Linked DNA regions of Mus musculus: region 2 is linked to region 1. Evidence: chromatin contacts called from public promoter capture Hi-C data. All regions are on one chromosome and are shown on one strand. Each heading gives the region's core, a stretch centred on a gene start, on an enhancer-like site or on the middle of the called end of the contact. The rest is flanking DNA. Distances are from core to core; before and after follow the strand shown. Region 1 holds the start of Upf2 (UPF2 regulator of nonsense transcripts homolog (yeast)). Region 2 holds the start of 4930412O13Rik (RIKEN cDNA 4930412O13 gene).

Region 1 (2,913 bases), core at 239-2,738:
AGAATCAACTTTTACAAACTACTCTGCTAAGTACTCAGACAGCCCTTAAAAGGAAAGTATGATTGAAAACCACCTTTCTAGCTCCCAAAATACCGCTCCCGGCACTTGGTCTGTATTATTTTAGTTGCCTTTCTAAGTACATTCTAAACTTCCAAAAGAAAGTAAAAACTGTTTTACTAGTAAGACAGACTCTAATGCAGTGTCCTGGAGAGAGGACAGAGAACGGAGGTGTCCCCTAATACAGCTATAAGTTTGCTAAGTACCATATGGTCTATGTATGAAATCACAATCAGACTGCTCTGAAAACACTACAGAGTAAGAGAATGCTGGTTTACCTTTCAAGTCTGTGTTTTGAACTCAAAATGTTCTAAAGGTAGAACAGCACAGAGATATCTTCCGGTTTCTGAGTTTATTCTTTTACAAAATCCTTATATATGTACGAGACTTATTCAAATTTTTTCAGAGATTTCACCACAGCTCAAAAGTGGCTTTCCTGACGATCTGTACGACTTTTATGAACCCCTAAAAACTATGACAAATGAGAAGGGTCAGTAACAGTCTTATTTTCATCTAATGTGTCAATCGGTACATTTAAGGTTTTCTAAGAGCAAGGCTATTCGCTTCCATGCGTACCCCCAAACCTGTAAGCAGCCTCTGCTAGGCTTCTCTTTAGTTCAACAGTACTTGCTTGTAAGGGAAGTAATGAAAGCCTTGAGTTCGAGTCGAACAGTCAACCATCCTACCTGATTAAAAGGAAGTAAACCCGAACAGCCCCGTTGCCCCCCATCCGCAGGTCCGCTCCAAGCCTCTTCCCCTGCACACGCATCACCCACAAATCTCCCACAAACCCCCGCTGGGTCTCAGGGTCCCACCATTGACACACTTCCCGTCCACAACTCCTATTCCGTGGGGACATCTAAGCCCCAAGCCTAACTTCTCATCCCACACTCCCTCAGACTGCAGCCTCTCCAGCTCGACTGCCTACTCCACATCTTCCCCGCTCCCTCGTCCACGCTTCCCTCCGGACCGCCGAGCTCGCCCCAAGCCTCTCCTCGCACTCTTCCACGCCCCCGAACACCTTCCCCCTCCACGGCAGGCTCCTCCGCCTCCAGCCCCGACGCTGGGCCCAGGCATGCGGGGCAGACACCTCTTCTATCGCCCCTCACGCCGGCCTCGGCCGGGCCGAGACATCCCCCCCACATTGACCGGAGCCTCCGGGAGAGGGGTCTGAGGAGGACGACGTCCGATCCGCTCGTCCCTCCACTGCTCGCCGCCCCCGGAGAGCTGGAGTGCGGAGTCGCCTCTCGGGTCCCTCGGGGAGCAGGAGTCCGGACCGGTAGCCCTCCGCACCAGCTCGTCCCTATCGTCGGAGTGGAGGGGGAAGGAGGATCCCCGGAACTCACCTAGTGCCTGTTGTCAACATTAGCCCCGGGTTTCCCAGCACCAACTCCAGCGCTCGGGCTCCCCTCCCCTCCCCCCGCCGCTCTCGCAGACGAGGGCCCGCCTTCCCTCCGCTCCCCTCCTCCCTCCGCCCGTCGGCCCGCCCGCCCGCCACTCACCAACGCGGCCGGGCTGCTAGGGGGGCGGGGCGGAGCGCAGAGGGAAAAGGAAAAGGCTGCCCGCACGACTGCCTAGTCCAAATGGACCTTCGTCTCCGGTCCCTCGCTATGTGTTCAATCCCTCGTCTGGGTTAAGAAGTGATCAATCTATACCTAATCTCGAGGATGTGCTTCTCCTTCAGATATTCGTTGAAATTCTCCTATCTGTAAATTTTTATGTACAGGCAATGAATAGGACAACCGCTTCCAGCACCTCCAATCAGGGCCCCAGCAGAGGGGAGGAGTGTTCCAAGGACCGGAGGCGGGAAGTGGATTGGTCGTCAGGAAAGGGAAAGCGCCTGAATTGGAGATGCGCAGGCGCAAGCGATTCACGGCTGGGGGCGGGGGTGGGGGGAGCGAGAATGAGACGGGGCGGAACTCTAAGGAGGCATAGAAGAGTGGTGGGATAGTAGAATTACGGGGCGCTGTCGAGGTCAAGGTTGGTAACTTAGTTCTCCGAAGGTTGCCTGATGCGAACGTGAGGAACGGGTTCAAGAAGGCAAACTTTGATTGGACTAATACCGAAAGGTTGAAGGTTTAAAAAATCGAAAAGCTAAAGAACATGGCTGTTGAGGAAGGTAGAGGTAGAGTAGACTGGTGGGGGAATTTCCAGAACCGGTTTAAGGTGTTGGACATGAAAAACAGCTAAAATAGAGAGCAATCAAGGCTTTTCCCATTTGGAAAATATAGAAAGCCCTCTATTGTAAGTATTATAACTTTCACAGTGGAATGAAATCGCCCCGTTTTTAAAGGGATGGGGTTACGAACTTGAACCAAATTGACTGTGAAGTGCATTATCAGCTGCTCAACCTGTTTTCCCAAGTGGATATAATGTGCTTCTGACCTCCGATTCGTGTTCAGATTGTGGTCTGCTTAGATGTACATATGGTTCTGCTCTGGTTGGCCCATAGCCAAAGGAACAAAGGTGCAAAACAAGTCTGGATTCATCAGTGTTCAAGCCCGTACAATGATCTGCTACCAACCTTAGTGCTTGAGATGTCTTTGCCCCCTTTTTATTCAGCCTTTGCCCATTTGCTTTCTCCCTGCCCACTTCATTATTAGCAAGTAAATTCTCTTTCAAATTGTGCACCTCCTGGGTTAATTTTTTCTTGTTCAAAACAACCAATAGGTCAATCACGTAAAGGGCACCGAAGGAGGGAGAGGTGAATGCTGCCACTCTATGCCATTGATAAGTAATTATGAGAAGCTTTTTGTTTTTTGTTTTTCGAGACAGAGTTTCTCTGTGTAGCCCTGGCTATCCTGGAACTCACTTTGTAGACCAGGCTGGCCTCAAACTCAGAAATCCGCCTGCCTC
Region 2 (2,913 bases), core at 241-2,740, 3.9 Mb before region 1:
GTCGTCGGGGTCCCGGGCTGTGAATTTAATTTCTGGCCTTCGGTGCTGCTCTGCTTTCTCCCCGACCTCCCAGCCCTTCAGGTTCCGGGCTTCACTTCAGTCGGTAACCGCGCCATCAGATCCGCCCAGGCCGGCGCCTTGGCTCCGGGAGGAGGGACAAGGCAGCACGCCCCGCTCCGCTTCGTTTTCCAGCCTGCAAACATTTGCTGCCTCTAGGAGAATCCTACTATTCCGCTTGCGCTCGGCGTGCAAAGTCCCTAAGTAAACACGCTCAAATGACAGCCCTAGGCATTCCGAGGCACGCTTTCTACCCCTGCCCAGGATTAGTAACTATAGTACTTCGACCCCCGGGGTTTGGCTTTGCAGGTCACTCTCTGGAGGGCTGCGCTCAACAACCCCCCCACCCCCGCGACCCCCAAAGTAGCATCTTTTCGCATCTCGGCCCCGCGGAGCTCGCCTGGTCTCTCTCGGAGTCAGGTTCGGGTTGTTGACTCTGGGTGGATTTCTACCTTCTGGGTCCATGGCCCCAAGTGATGAGGCCCAATCACTCGCTAAACCTTTTTTTTCAATCAGGGCTTCCAAATTCTGAAGGGGACCGGTTGTGTCTACTTCTAGAGGGATGGGGTCGCCCTAGTGAAGGCGAGTGGGAGGGACCTGAGGATGGGCAAGTGTGTGTGTGTGTGTGTGTGTGTGTGTGTGTGTGTGTGTAGGGGGGTGAGGGGTGTCTCAGCTTACTCCACGCATAGAGTAAGTCAGATCCATTTCTTACCCTTTCCCCAAGAGGGCACACATACCCTGCTCAACTTGACGCCTCCAGCAGCAGCCTCAAGGCCTGGGTTTTCAGATAGGCCAAATTGACTCCGGCTATCCAAGTACAACAGCCCCAGATCCCGGTTCTAGCTGAGCCTTTGCCTGCTCCGCTCCAGATGCTGAGTCCCCAGGGAACCGTAGCGTTCGTCAGCCCCTTACCCTATAGAGAGAGGCCTCATGAACTGCAGGAGCCAAAGACTCCAGGCAGCAGCGGCAACAGCATTCTCCTTGATGGCTTTCTCTTGCCTTTCCCCCAGCTCCGCCAGATGCTCCAGGGGAAGAAGGGGAATGCGGTACACCGAGCCAGACCCGGTGTGCCTTGGGGTTGTGGTGGTGGTGGCACCCCAGGTCTTTAAGGGGGCACCCAGACGTCCCTTAACGAGGCCCGGATCAGCTTTGTAGCTCTCTGGAACTGAAGGATTGGGACCACCTTTCCCTCCGGCCTCAAGCCCCCTCCCCTCCCCCACCACCCGCCAAGGGAAGAGGAAGCCCGGCCTGCATTTGCGAGCAAGGCGGGTCAGACCGGCGCCTGTCCTGGCCCAGACCCCCGGAGTCCAGCTCTCCGCCTCAGGCCACGCGCCGCAGCCTCTCCGGACTCGATCCCTTCCCCCTTCTTCCCGGTGGGTCTCGGAGCCGACCTCGGCCCTCCCTCTCCGGTATCCCCCTCCTCTCTTTTTCCCTCCCCCTCCCCTGCTCTGTGTTTCTGACTCTGGGGCCGGCCCGTGACGTCAAACCCAGTGTGGCGTCGGCGAGACTGGCCGGCGCGGGCCATCAAAAGAGCAACGTCCTCTTTCCCAATTACCCACTGTCAGTCCGGGAACAGGGGCGGACCGGCTGGGAATTACATGTTAAATACCCCCTACAGGCTGGATCCAGTGCCCGGGGCGCCTAGCCTCAGGCCCCCTACCCCTCTCTGCCAACCCTAAACTACCTCAGACCTGGAGGGGCCTATTAGATATTTTGTTTTTCCAAGGGAGGGGAGTGTCTTTGCATCCAGTCTAGCTCCTCTGGTGATTGAATTAAGACGAATAATCCTCTCCATCCCCACTACTACATCTATTAGAGAGGCGCCCCTACTAGGGAAGCCATCCTTTTCAGAAGTATATTCTTTTTCAGTCTTTAAAAATACGTTCTAAGCCGTATAGACTAACATGTTCAGTTCTTGGCGTCAGCAGCTTTCTTTCTTGTCTCCAGAAGGATTTCTTTTGCGCATTAAAAAAATTATTATTATTATCATCTACATCTCGGTGCCCGGGACCAAAGAGATATGCTTACTCGAGACTTTTCTCGAAGCTGTGAACTAGGGACTGGCTGACTGATGCCTTATACAACTCATGAGTGATACAGCAATAGTATTTTTCCCTTTTAAACTCTCATTCTAGATCTTAATCCCGGGCCTTTTAGCAAAAATGTGTGTGCGGTCTTCTCTGCTTGTTTATGGAATGGTTTCCGGTGAATGTTAGACAGCAACTAAATAATTAAAAGGTTTTGAGAGCGCCGTGAGCTGGAAGAGATGCTGGCAGCTTGATTGGCCCAGGAGAGATGGGTTGGTCAAAGAGTGAAAGTAAAAAAATCGATATTCTAAGACTGGGCCGCCCTCATAAACGTGGGACCAAGGGGTGCAGGGTGAACTCAGAAGGGAGGGAAGACTCGTTTTTAAAAAAAAGGTATCTTCGTAATTTGTATTTAGAAATTCAGCCTTGATTTCAGTCAAAGATCAGATGTAAAAGGGGGGGGGGTGTCAGGAGAAGCTCCAAACCCAAGCCCGCAGGGCACATTTCTAAATAAATTTTGTCTTCTTCAAGGGTTGTATTGTAAAAAGAACGCACCTTCCCTCTCCCCGCACTCCACTGGCTTCAAGGTAGATATTGATGGCTTTTCTCCACAGTAGAATAGAAGAAGTTACTTGGAACTTTTAAGAAAGGGCTTGTCGGGAATCCAAGTTTTGAATAAGTGGGAAATATTATGGGGTAAAGAAATGAAGAGGGGATGACGCCTTCAGTTCCAGTAACCCTCTAAAGCCAAGCTCTCTGCCCTGGAGGGTGGAATGGGAACACCTCTTACACTGCCCTGGGGTGCACCCGAAGTCTCTTTCGGACCTTG

The links. Promoter capture Hi-C pulls out the DNA fragments that hold promoters and counts their contacts.
Region 2: a contact with region 1 is called in a promoter capture Hi-C map of pre-B cells, with 2.3 times the contacts expected there. The contact joins the promoter of 4930412O13Rik here to the promoter of Upf2 in region 1. A contact is called at or near these places in 3 of 39 promoter capture datasets (cranial neural crest, maxillary cranial neural crest and pre-B cells), 2 of 484 Hi-C or Micro-C datasets (embryonic stem cells and muscle stem cells) and 1 of 9 other capture datasets (adipose tissue).

The regions. Positions count from the first base shown.
Region 1 is chr2:5,950,044-5,952,956 of GRCm38.p6, reverse strand. Upf2 (UPF2 regulator of nonsense transcripts homolog (yeast)) reads right to left here and starts at 1,488. Exons shown (of 22, transcript NM_001081132.1): 1 at 1,404-1,488.
Region 2 is chr2:9,879,823-9,882,735 of GRCm38.p6, reverse strand. 4930412O13Rik (RIKEN cDNA 4930412O13 gene) reads right to left here and starts at 1,490. Exons shown (of 5, transcript NR_024257.1): 1 at 1,057-1,490; 2 at 795-970; 3 at 1-193. It also overlaps a transcript of Gata3 not described here.